2 separate regions of the Macaca mulatta genome follow, and region 1 is linked to region 2. A link is a contact called in public Hi-C data. All regions are on one chromosome and are shown on one strand. The core of a region is the stretch at or near the end of the contact, and the rest is flanking DNA. Distances in the headings are between cores, read along the strand shown. Region 1 holds the start of PHIP (pleckstrin homology domain interacting protein). Region 2 holds the start of HMGN3 (high mobility group nucleosomal binding domain 3).

What was found. A called contact is a pair of places that touch in the nucleus more often than the background predicts.
Region 1: a Hi-C map of fetal cortical plate shows a contact between it and region 2, with 2.9 times the contacts expected there. The contact joins the promoter of PHIP here to the promoter of HMGN3 in region 2. A contact is called at or near these places in 3 of 14 Hi-C or Micro-C datasets (fetal cortex germinal zone, fetal cortical plate and liver).

Annotation. Positions count from the first base shown.
Region 1 is chr4:106,702,765-106,709,635 of T2T-MMU8v2.0, reverse strand. PHIP (pleckstrin homology domain interacting protein) reads right to left here and starts at 3,640. Exons shown (of 41, transcript XM_077999714.1): 1 at 3,457-3,640; 2 at 3,283-3,341; 3 at 3,128-3,157; 4 at 2,875-2,934. The coding sequence starts at 3,496.
Region 2 is chr4:106,546,030-106,552,818 of T2T-MMU8v2.0, reverse strand. HMGN3 (high mobility group nucleosomal binding domain 3) reads right to left here and starts at 2,396. Exons shown (of 7, transcript XM_015136819.3): 1 at 2,269-2,396. The coding sequence starts at 2,283. It also overlaps the pseudogene LOC106998006.

The DNA of each region.
Region 1 (6,871 bases), core at 2,391-4,890, 160 kb before region 2:
ATTAAACGTATACCATAGCACCAAAAACCATTTTTAGCTTCCTATCCATTTACTTTGTTAAAAATGTTTTAAATCTTAAGGTAGATGGTGATAATTACAGTCATGTTTTAAACCAGAGACAGAAACAACCATAAGATATGAGCATTTCCTTTCTCAATCACACTTGAAATGAATGCATCAATTATAACCCGTAAACTTTTAAAACTGCTCTTAAAATTCTACTTTCCTCCTGAGTAAAATTCAACCATTGAGATTATAACTAGACTGACTACAGATGATCAGTGCCTATTTTTAAATTCACATGTACAAATATTACACCCCATTTTAAACAGCTATAATTTGAGGTTTTCTAGAAATTTCAATGTGATGTGATATATGAGTTTTCTCATTTAAAATATTGCTCAGTTTATTATTTAATATAACAAATCATTTCCAGGAAGAGTAGAAACTAAAGAAACTACAGTTTCACTCACCAAGTAATTTTCAAACCAATGTTAAATTCAATTCGATACACAACAACATAAAACTTTTTAAGTCATAAGAATTAAAATAATAGAAAATACTGTACAAGATACTTTACATGTGCTGACTTAGATATAAAACAGCAAGATCTACTATTGAACAAAAAAATCCAGTGTTCCTAATGTTTTTAGACCTAAATCTCAACTAAAAAGGTGAAATAAAGTTAATTCACACACCTAGATACACAGTTTGATGGATGAGAAAGCACCTCAAATGGTACCTTGCATCCAGTAGAGAGTAAGCAATATGCTGAATGAATGAAAAGAGTCAAAGAACACCAAGTTCTAATAAGATTTCTAAACTGATTGATGAGTATGCCAACATGACTGTTCCAGTAAAGAGAAAACTCCAAGCAAAAAAAACCACTTCCATTCAAAATAGGTGGATTTTGAGAATAATACACAGATAAAAAGAATGCTTATTGTATCTTAACTCTGAGATGCAGACTAGGGATAGAAATTCACTTTACCAATATTTCCTCCCCCCCACACTCCCCCCCAAAATTAAATTAACTCACAATCAAAATTGATAGCTCATTTTTACTGGAAAAAAAAAAAAAAGATATTCCTACGAGGATTAGCCATTACCATAATTTAGCCAGATACCATTAAGCTGCTTCATTTAAAAAATATAACATTACCAAAAGATTTCAAGAAAACGCAGCAATCCTCCGTGACTGAAGGTTTGTGGGTTTTTAAGAGATGCACAGATGTAAAAGCAGATGCAAAGATGAGTTTTGTAAAACCTGCCCCATCTTAAAAATGGAGTATTATAACCTTTGTGATAATTTTTTCAAATAGCAAGGAAGATATGTAAATTCACTGAAGACTTCTATCAAATATTTGTAAACCTAAAAATTAATTTCAAATTAGTAAATCTTGGAGTTTACTTCCAGTTCCATTCACTTTGGCCAAGAATTCAATGAAAGTATCCCAAATCACTCCTTGAAAACTAACACACGTTCAGTGTGAAAATTACACTGTTAAATCTCCATTAGATGTATTAAACCTCAGTACCCTTGCTTATTTCAACAGCCATGAGCGGTTATCAACAACTTAGATTAAATCACAAGAGATTTATACACAAAAGTTAAGAAATATACTACATTAAAAAAAAGGCCATTATAATCATGTCCTGCCCTCACCTCACAAAAGACACTCATTCTAAGCTCGCTGAAACTTCCTAGTCATTAGAGAAGTTCTGATGAAGTAACATTAGTAATTATGACTATCTCAAAACAGTTACAAAAGCCTCATAAAAATCAACGCACTACATAAATTTCAAAGGCTTAGTGTGCCCGGTGCGACTGCTTTAACTGCCCCACACACACATATTCACACAACGAATCTCTATCAGTTTAGGAGAAAATGTTATAGATAACATAGCTCCTTTAAGGTAACTTCCAATCACATTACTGAAGTGATAGGTCCACTTCTGAAAAGCAGTTTTTAAAGATTCCTAACATACTCATTTTGACAACCCACAAAATTAAGAAAAAGGTCTTTTTTAAGCTACTAAACAAAATATGTCCCAATGTAAGCACAACTTTTACTGGCCGAGTTCCATCCCACAGTAAATATGTGGACAAAAATCAAAACTCTTCAGTGTACTCCAATAATAGTTTTTAATTAAACGAGAGGCATACCATAAGAATTAGAAAAAGCCTACTAAACTTCTGGTTTTAGGGAATTAGAGGCTTTACATTTCTGCAAAGATGTGTTTTAGTAAATGCAAGACGAATCACTGACCAACTATCATCACACATCAGAACCCTTCCAACAAAAAACCTAGGACTGAATTTAGGGAAAACAAAATAAACGATAGAGGAGGAAAAAAAATAATGTCTTGCCACGGTACCGCAGCCGCTCGATAGCCTGCTTGTGAAATGCTAATGCCACTTCGGAGCAGTTAGTCACCAGCTATTGTGTAGGGCAGGAGAAAGCCGAGCCGGCCGCGCGTGCAGAGCAAGCAAGCGAACGAGCGAGCGCGCTCTCTCCCTTCGCGCCGCTCCCGCCGCCGCCGACTCTCGCGCGCCCCCGCGCCCGCACGGACGCGCGCGCCGGCCCCTCCTCCTCCGGCCTTGCACTGCACAACACTCATGACGTATCTTTATTTCTAGCACATTAACAAAATATCACAAATAAATTGTCCGCAGCCCCTGCGGCCCCGGAGTACGAGTACCCCCGGCCACTGGCCCCCGCAGACCCCTCGCCGGCCTCCCAACCCTCCCCGTGGCCTTTGGAGCTTTCACGTTCTAGGGCCAAGTTTTTGTCTCTGTAAAAAATTGCGGGAAATTCAATTTTTATTCGACTCAGGGAAAAGTTTCTTTGCTCTGCGACGTGAATGTCTCACCAGATTCTGGTAGGTCCTGGGATGCTCCTTCCCGGTCCAGTCTGTACGCCGGGGCAGCAGCTGCGGGGAGAGGACACCCCGTGAGCTCGGCCCCCGGCCCCTGCCCGCCCGCTCCCCTCCCCCGCCCGCCCCGCGCCCCGGCGGGGACCCCCGAGCCCCGCGCCCCGCGCCCTGGCGGCGGCGGCAGCGACGGCGCAGCGGCCCAGGGGCGGCCGCGCGGCGGCGGGACGCGCCGGGCCGCCGCCGCCCTTACCTCCTTCTCGGCCACCTCCCGGATCAGCACCTGCAACAACAAAGCGGGGAGAGCTGAGCCCCGCGCCCCGGGCCGCGGCCCCGCAGCCGCCGCCTCCCTCCCCCACGCCCGCGAGCAGCGAGCGCCGGCCCGGCCCGCGCCGCGCGCCGCCGTACCTGAGCCGCCTGCTGACAGGGTCCATCTTCCAGGAACCGGGCGATGAGGAAGTAGAGCTCTGCGCGGGAGAGAGGGACGGGGAGACACACAGGCTGAGCGGCCGGGCGGCGGGGGGCGGGGGACCGCGGGCGGAATCGCCCGGTGCCAGCGGCCCCGGCAGCCCCCCGACTTACCCGATCGCAGCTCCGAGAGGCCTTTCCTCTCACAAGACATGTTTATGGGTCACTTCAGGGCCACCGACGGGACACCCCGCCGCCGAGGGGAAGCGGGGACGGTGCCGCCGCCTGCCCTATAGCTGTCAGTGTGTGTTCACGAGCCGAGCCTCGGCTCCACCATTCAAGCAACGGCGGCGGAGGCGGAGGAGGAGGAGGAGGAAACAACAACTCTCAGGCAGCGGCTACGGCTGTGGCCGCCTCCGCCGCGGATCCCTCCGCCGCAGAAAGGAGTCCGCCGCCTTCGCGGCCCCGGGCTCGGCCCCGGCCCTGGCCCGCGCACTCGCCCCCCGTCGCTAAAAAAGGAGTGCCTCCGACCCTTCGTCCCCAGCGCTCCGCACCCGGCGCGGCGCGACCCCCACCCGCTCCTCCCCGCAGGGCGTGCGATTTATTTATTTATTTCCAGCCGGAGAAGATGTCGGAGCCCAAGCCGCCGGTTGGCTGGAAGGCGCTTTCTCTGTGGAGGCCGATAGTGGCAGGGAGGGGGCCGGGGACGGCTCCGCGGAGGGATCTGACGCACACGGAGCCGCAGCACAGGCTCTATTCAGCGGCGCTGGCTGGAGCTGAGATGGAAGTTAGTTTCTATGTAGCAGAAATAGGAAACAAATGAAGCAAAACTGCCCAAAGAGGGGAAATGCCCCAAGGATGGGTCTCACTCACGCGCGTACACAGACACACACGCAGAGAGCACTCACGCTGGGCAAGCTCGGGATCGCGCTACCCTGCCCGAGTTGAATGATAGTGTTTGGTTTCTGTCTCTTGCCATGTGCATGTGTATAAATGCTGCGGATTGGCATCTGTGTAAGTCTTGTCCTGCGTTATTTCTGCAGCCTGTGCAAGTGTTGTGTAATTTATTGGAGTGCTGTATATTGCAATAGAGGTTTGGGCTGCTTTTTGTTAAGCACTTGCGTTTTGCAGACCCGTTATTTGCTGAAGCCACCTCTGCATATTTCTTTTATTACTGCCATTGCCTTTGGCGTACGTTTTTTAAATGTTTTTTATTGTTAAACGGGCAAAGCGAACTCTTGATTTGTACTTCAGATACTCTTTTTCCTTATTACAAAAAGGCTAGTGATGGCTAATTAGGTATTTGGAATTAAAGAACCTTAAAGCTTTTTTAAGTGTTTACGAGAAGGGAGAATGTAAACCTGAGGGAAAGGAGAGGACGCTAATATTTATCTCTAACTAATCTGGAGGTAATTTAGTGACAGATCGATAACCTACCGAAGGATGTTGAAAGAGTATACTACAGTTTAGCCAAGGTGAATAGTGATTAAATAATTTAAATAATCTGTATCTTGCAGTTGACTTCGTCATGCTAATTAATGGCTTCTAATTTGAGATGTAAACCATTCCTGTTTACAGTTAATCACGGGAAGACTTCTTGAAAACTGACGAAAAGAGAAAAAAAAAATCTTTCATAAATTACTATGTAATTACTGGTTTTATATGCTAAATCATACATCTGTGTTTTGCTGATGAGGATAAGGGCCTTGTTTTTTAAAAAACGAATATGGGTGAAATTAATGGAAACAATGGAAAAAGCCATTTGTTAGAAAACAAGGACACCAAATGATATTTATCTCCAGATGATTTAAGCACTTTCCAAAAAGACTTGAGAGTTCAATATTTTTTAAGGATTGCATTTTAAAGGGAATTTGGATAGTCGTTCTTTTGTTAACATTTAACAAAAGATTATCCTTAAAAATGTTAGATAATAAACTGCATTTTATGGATCTGGTTTAAAAAGGTTATTTGCGGGGAAAAGACCAACAAGCTGTGTTGTGGTTTTCTAGATTGTTTCCTCAAGCCTTGTAACCTCCTAGCTCCTTACATTCCTAGTGGGAAATAGTTGCTGCAAATGCCTTGGGCTGCACTGCAAGCCCAAGTGTGCTGCACCGGTGTGATGCCCCACACTAAAACATCCAGAAATCATCATACATGTGAGGAAGAAGAAATAAAGCATCAAACCCTTTGGAATAATAGGATATAAAATTGCCTTTTGTAACTGAATCTTAAAAATGGAAGGTTACCATGACTTGTCCCATTGCAACCTGGTTATCAAAATAACTTATTTTTTTTTTTTTAATATGGCTATTCTCAAATACTGAAAATATTTGCATATTTAAAGACACTTAATTCTCTTCTATTATAGGTAAAGTAGACTGTTTCTAGGTGGTTAAGCTTGAAAAGATAGACTGAAAAGATAGGACATTTTGTATGCCTTTTTGCAATTGTATTTACTTTTAAGACCGATGCTGTTTTAGCTTAACTTTTAAAAAAGTGTTCTTCAAATAATTGTAATATTTTACATGATCATGAATTTCTTCAAATAAACAGATTTTAGAAACTACAAATTATAGTGGGATTTTCTGGTTTTGAAGGCTTGAAATGTGTGATTCTTACTAATAGATGTTTTATCCTTGTGATTGAAAATAAACCAAATTATGACATGGAATATAATAATACTCTGGGTAAAGTTTGCCATATATATCTTGTGTGTGTTATGTAAACACAGAAAACTACCTGCATGATTATCTCATATATTCTTTTCATTTAAAAGCCACAAAGCTTTCACCTAAGTATGCTACTAGTACTTAACTCCTTAAAAAATTTTGAGAAAATCCCCCTCCAAGTTTTCCAAACATGATGTTCTTGTCATTTTGATTGACTTTTGACAGTGTTTATATTTCTTTTTCAAATGTCCAATATGGATAGTAGTAACCTTCCCTTTGAACTATTGTCTGTTATAAGAAAATATACATTACCTGCTAAAAATTAAAACTTCTCTTCAGCCAAATAAACTATTTGTATTTAACAGTGGATATTAAATTGAATTTTACCAAGTCCTTTAAATGTAACAAATACTCCAAATAGCCCTTTTAATTTCCTTAAACATAAAAAAAATTCTGAATTCTAGCATTGACAGTTAACTATAAGATTTATTAAGTTGTTTATTTTACTTATTTATGCACAAAGTCTGTACATAGCAAATAGAAAGAAAAGTCTTATTTGGAAGTTCTAGATTTTAGTTCCCAAAGCAATGACCCTTGCAATTTTTTGTTCAGCCAACTCTTTTGCATATAAGGATAGTTCAGATTCCATCTATATCCTTTCCTGTTTGTTTATTTTAACATTTTTATGAGTTCCAAAAATAAAATATCCCTTTAAAAAGATCTCCATGCAGTTTAAATAACAAGATAAACAAATAATAGTAAAAGTTTGAAAAGCCAAGAGCCAACATTTTTACATAATATAGTCTCTCTAGGAGAAATAGAAACTTTTCTTGAAATATAAAAGTTTATGTGAAATTCATCACTTTTTACTTGGCAACACGTGAAACAAAATAAACATTTAACAAAAATTTTGTCTTGAT
Region 2 (6,789 bases), core at 1,147-3,646:
TTCAGGATTCCATGAGGCTGCTCTAAGATTTGACTGATAGATGGGATGGCCATGATAGCTGTGTTTAATCTGAGGTTGTTCCTGCCCAGGTACAACCTGGTCGTTAGGCTTCAGGTATAGATGGAAAGTCTTCCTATTAATCAAGGAGAGATTTTTCATCACCGGAGAACACTCTGATGTCCTGAGGGATGATACACAGGTGCCTGTACAGTTTTGCCCCTAGTCTCAGGACCATTGGCTAGCTTATGTATGGGGGTTCCCTGCCTTCCAGGGAAACAAAACCATAATTGTTATTTTACTGTTTTTTGTTTGTTTGTTTTTTCCTTCCCTCTGTCTGCTTGAGAGAGGTAGAGAGGGGAAGTAAGAATAATGGTTTCAGCAACTCTGGCCCTTGGATAAACAGCAAGGAAGGGTTCCATAGTCAGGGTCCATTATACATAAAGTGTGCACACCTAACCTACTGTTTATGTAAACATTTGTTTAAAATTCCCAGGAAAAAAGGATGGCCCCCAGCTCACTTACTCTGTAACCCATATCTTGATGATTAGTTCCTTTGTCTCTACTAGAATTTCCAACCCATCATTAACCATCAGTCAAAATGCTGAAAATGGTGACATCACTTAATATCCTAATTCTAATAAAACAGGGCTAGAAAATACCTTCATAAAATTTAAGTTTAAATAATAAATCTCAAGTATTAGTGCTCTTAATATGCCATCTGTATTCTTAAACTGGGAGTACCTTTGGATTTCCTTAATTCCTCTTGACCCACCCTTTCGTAAATGAGTACGATATGGGTGAGAATAAGACTTTGGCATCTATAGCATCTGATTAAATCTTTACTAGTAGTTATTGGTTGGTGAGATGCGGGGCAATTTATGTCTTTAAGTTCCAGCTGAATGGGGGTAACACCGCTCAAGCTGTTTTCAGGATTAAATGAGATAATGCAAGTCAAATTGTGCACAGCGTGAGGCACACAGTATGTGCACAACAAACTCTGAGACTTTTGAACACTTCCAATTATTATCATTTTTAAAAAGTGGGGTAGGAGACAAGTTTCCACCCAATTCTTAATAATAACGTATAAGAAGGGAAAAGCTTTTGAATTTTTAAAACTTCAGCATTTTAAAATAATGCAGTCACTCTTACACACAAATTAGTCCATGTTCTTCGATAAAGCAGGATACTAGGTGTAATTTTGCTTCAAATTTAATACCCGCACTGGTTGACACTGTTGGAAACACTGAGGCTGGCAGTGGGAGGGTGCAAAGCACTTACTTAGGAACCAGCCATCACACACTGGTTTCTCAGGGAGGAGGAAAGCCTTCTCTCCCCTCCCTGGGACAAGTCGAAGCCCCACCCCGAGGGAGATTTGAGTCCCCGAATGTGGTAGTTGGTGTCCGGGGCCTGCGCAGAAGGGGACAGTCCGCAAGGGGCGGAAGACAAGACAAAAATGACTCCAGTTCGCTATACGCGCAGAGAGGCGGATAGCGCGCGGACCCCGCCTTCCCCAACCGAGCGTGAGTTCCAGTCGCTGGGGAGGACCTGGTGGCCCCCTGACCTTGGACGAGCCATACTGGACGCCCCAGCGCCGTCCCGTCTTCCACGCTGCCAACTCCGCTGCTCCCGCCCCGAACTGCGGGTAGGTCCAGGCCGCCAGGCCCCGCCTCGCTGGCCCCAGCCCTGATTGACACTGGAGTTGGTACATACGGGTCTGCCGCGGAGGCGAGCAGGAGGGTGAGCGCTATTTTAAACATGGCTTTCTCTCTCCCTTAGCCTCGAAGCCACCGCGGCGCACCTAGCCCACGGGCACAGCCGCATGGGAATAATCTCAACATTTGCCTGATTTATTTTCTTCCCTCTCCATACGCTTGTACTTGTTTTTCTCCTCTCGCTGTTTTCCCTTCACACTAATTCGCAACCTGGCAGTTTGCAAAGAGGAAACTCCCTTTTGGAATAGAAAGCCTCTTTTGCTTCTTGTTGTTGGGGGTGGAAAACATTCCAGCGTGAATGAGTTCAAAAAGAGGGGAAACCGCGTCACTGGACAGAAAGTAACATTAAGAGATCGATGAGGACGGGGCAGGGGGGGCGGGGGAGAGAGGGAGAGAGGAACGTCTGCAACAGGCATCTAAAAACAAGCGTGGAGGAGCAAAGAGATTCCCAATCCCCGGGTTACCACCGCGCGCGTTCTGCGCGAGCCATTGCAATGCCAGGATTTACTGTAAGCACAATTTGAAGGCTTTTGAAATCTTTTTTGGTAAGACTTACCTTTCTCTTCGGCATAATGACTATGTCGGTGAAGGAAAAAGTAAAGCAACGGGCTGGAACTGCTGGCGCCGCCGCTGGATGCTGCCTCTGCCGCTGCAGCTGCTCACGCGCAGGGCACGACGTAGCCCGGCCTCTTCGACCTGCACCTCCGCGGCTCCCTCCGGGGGCCCTCTGCTAGCCTCCCTGCTGCTCCAATGAGGAGCCCCGCCAGCCAGCCGCGAGGCCCCATTGGCTGAGGCAACGTTCTAAATTCCACGAGGGCACGCCCACCTCCGCGCGCGGTACGCGCTGTTGTAGTTTCCACTTCACCGAAAAAATCTGCCTGGCGACTGAGCATGCCCAGTTCAACTAGTAGCCTCCAGGCCACACAATCCTGAAGTTTCATTGTTTCGCTGCTCTCTCTTTGAGATTGTAAGAATAAGAACAGTGTGTACCTTCATAGGAAGGAAAAAGTAAGAATGAATACGTAAACTTTATAATGTAAATATATACAAAGCAGTTACTTCATACATTTCCTACCCATAAAGGCTTTTAGTGACTGTTACATGATGGGAACCTGTAAAGCGTGGGAAGGTACTCTCTTCTGGAAGACCTCTAAAGGCCTCAGTTTCCCCCTCTAGATATATAGTGACAATAGTCCCTAAAATCACTTAGCTCTAATTTTCTAAAATCTGTGATTATAAATCACTCACTAACTCAACCAACTTCAAACTAGATGTGAAGACGAATAGGACATGCTTGTTATGGAAATTAAGAAAAGAAATAAGGTAAAAACTGATTATTTTATATTTGAAACATATATTTGAATGACACCTGTCATGTTACACGTTATGCATAATGTTTCTCAAAGTTCTGCAAGGCATAAAATGAGCATTACAAAGGTATTTCTGAATTCATTTTATGAGAACAGATTTACTCTGATACCAAAACCAGTGAAAGACTTCAAAAGAAAAGAGACTTACAGACCAATATCGCTCATAAACAGACACAAAAGTCATGAACAAAATTTTAGTAAATGAAACTCAACATTTAAAGGGACAATACATCATGACCTGTGGGGCTTATCTTGGGAATGCAAAGCTGCTTTTTTAAAATCTGAGAATCAATCAATGTAATTGGCAGAATTAATAGAATAAAGGGCAAAAACAATCCTTTCAGCAGATGCAGGAAAAGTGCTAGTGAATGGGTAAGCAAATTGTGATGAGCACATACAGTGGAATACTACTCAGCAATAAAAAGGAATAAATTTTCCTACATGGATGAATATCAAAAACAAAGTGCTGTATGAAAGAAGCCAAATAAAAAAGACCACACTGAATGATTTCATTCATATGAAATTATAGAAAAAGCAAAATTGGACAAAGTTAGTTTCAGAATCATCTTAGCAGGCAAAGCTCACATCGTAGGAAAATGTGTTGAAGCCTTACATTATGAATATGGCCAAATCCATTTTGGTAACAAAGAGGCTGCAAATATATATTAAAAATGTCATCAAGCAATGAAGTTTAATATTTCACTTTTTCTTTAGTGATTTTCAGAATACATTAATTGATCTAGCATACTCCAGAGGTGGTTAATTACTTTCTTTTTTGGAACATCTTTATGAACTCATGGATTTTTACATATTTGGTGTGCATCAGTGTATTGCTATCATTATTATTACCTTTTTAATGCTCCTTTACCACATCTTAGCCAATGCATGCCCTTTCAAATTAGTGCTTGTGTCCTTTTGACATGATCTGAATTATTTTTGATAGATTCCCTGTTCTCGGGCATTCAGTGAATGACAATAGTATACTGAAATGAACTAAGATAAAAACTAATTACTTACAGCGAGATAAAAATTTACAGGTTAATAATTTTATCCTTAAAATATTATTTTAATGAAGATGTCTTGCAAGAGATTAATTTGCTAAGTGCTTGATAGTTAAATAAAAAAAAAGTCAGTGAAAACATTTTTAGTAAGATATGTGTGAGAAGGATATTGAGTAGCATTTGCAATCTGGACCAGACAGCTATTTTTCTTTAGAGAGATGGAAAGGTGCCACAACAAAGGTAGTGCTAACATGAAAAATAACTCAGAAAATTGGCTTCTTTGTTAATTTTTTTTTCAAAACCAAACAGATCAACAACAGCAAACAAAATTGTGAATGTTTTTACCGCACACAATAAAAATGCTACAGTGAAACTGAAGCTTGCTTGTTGGATAAGGAAAGCTGATTGTGAGGACTTTGAGTCCTTGGAATCTTCAGTTCATTTACAAGTTATGAAAATAACAGCTTTGGTTGAAAAACAACAGCATCGCTTATCTTTCCTTTGATGTAGATTGCACCTGACTGAGCACTACTCTAGGAAATGAAGTGTTCTCTTCAAGGTAGCTTGAAGGCTACCTTTGGTAGCCTTCAAGATCTAGGAATGTCAGAGCAAGCCTGTACTGGTGGCCCTGGAGGTAAGAGGAGTAGGCAAAGAGAATGATTTGGTGGGTAGCTAGAATTCTAGGTTAAGAGATAAAGACATCTGGGCAGAAATGAGCATGTCACATATAAGACAGTGAGGAGGTCAAGCTGGTAAGAAGTACAGACTCATTTGTTTATCAATATATTCCACTGAGCATTTCTACTACTTTGGAATATCAGCCTCTAAGACAGTAAAAGTAGGATGCATCTTAGCTATCTTAGCTATCGTAACTAAGGTAGACCTGGATAAATTAACGGGAGTTACTGACGAAGAAAGAAAGAAAAAAAAATAGTGAACAAACTTGTTTTCCAATTCCAGCTCCTCTCCTCTTTTTTCTTACTCAAAACTGTTGGAACTGTACACCTACTTCACATTTTTCAAACAGCAGGGCAAAACCATTTATGGTGTCATGACTATCATTAAGGAAAAGAAAGAGATAGAGACATTGACACACACACACACACACACACACACACACACAGAGAGAGAGAGAGAGAGAGAGAGAAATAGAGAGAGAGAGAGAGAAGGAAGGGAGAAGGGAAGGATAAGAAAAGCAAAGAAAGGGCCAAGCATAGAAAATAGCAGAGTGTATTTCACTTCGTAAAGGTAAGTAATGTTTCATTAGATAATTGTTTCCATTTTCCATATGTGCTCATATAACACATACACAACACACATATGTATGTGTGTATGTTGAATTGTGACATGAAATATATTTTTAGTATGGTCTTGGTCAAAAAAATTGAATGCCACTGCTAATGAATATTGTGACTCTTTGACGTTCCAAAACAAATGCTTAATATTATTATTTTTTTTTTAGAGGTAGGATCTCACTCTGTTGCCCAGGCTGGCATGCAGTGGCACAATCATAGCTCACTGCATCTCAGACTGTTGGGCGAAAGCGATCCTCCTGCCTCAGCCTCCTGAGTAGTTATATAGGTGCAGGCCACCACACCAGGCTTAGAGGAAGTTTTCAAAGGAAAGAATGACTTCCAAATCACCTCCCTCTTGAACTGTCCCTCTTTTCCTCTTTCAGGCAGACACAGGCAGGGTCCCTTAGGCTTTTGCTGTAAGTAATGACAAATTACTGGAGAAGTCAGACTCAGAATCTACACATTATTGCTTCTGATAGTTGCAACTGAACACCTACTTTGCATTTTTCAGACAGCAGGGCAAAACAAATGATAGTCATGACTATCATTAAGGCAAAGAAAGAGACAGAGACATAGACACACACACACACAGAGAGAGAGAGAGAGAGAGAGAGAGAGAGAGAGAGAGAGACAGACAGACAAAGGGAGAAAGGAAGAAAGGGGAAAAGTGAAAATGATAATGTGTTGCTTCTGATAGTTTGTAGTTCCAGATTAAGTTACTATTCTTCCATAAATAGGCCAAAAAAAATATGCAGTGAAGAATTCAGGTATGTAATAAAACAACATCAAAAACAACAAATACGAGATGGCAAAAGAATATTTTGTTTGTATTTTCCAGTCAAGTCTCTACTTTGATTGGGTGCTAACTTTTGAAGAGACCAAGGTTAGTTTTTACAAAGCAACAAGAAGAGTCCAAGAACCAATGGTCCCAAATCAAATGAGCTGCCTGATAATAGTGCAGATCCCCAGGCCCCAACCCCAAGGTATTGAATGGCTAGGCTTGGAAATCTGCATTTTCAAACAAGCTTTTCACATGTTACTTACACTATAATTTGAGGACTAGAGTAATTAATAGACTAGGCCCTTGCTCTCAACAAATATTTGCTGAATGCCAGTACCTGGATTCTGATGACAGAGATCTATAAAAGCCTGTGGAGTTCTCAACACACTTCCAGAGCAGGAGCATAATTCTGTGGGTGAAACTTGCCCCACAGACCTCACTTTGTGCTTTTGCTCCATCTCAGTTTTGCTGGGCACAACCTGTTGATTTCACATTCTTCCTTTTCTCTAGTTGCAAGGAACCTGAAGAGTGATTAAAAACTGCACACATCCAGATACCTAGAAGTGTCTTCTTCCCAGGCAGCCCTCTAGGCAGCTCCTTGGGCCCCTGGGAGATGAAAATCCCTGACCC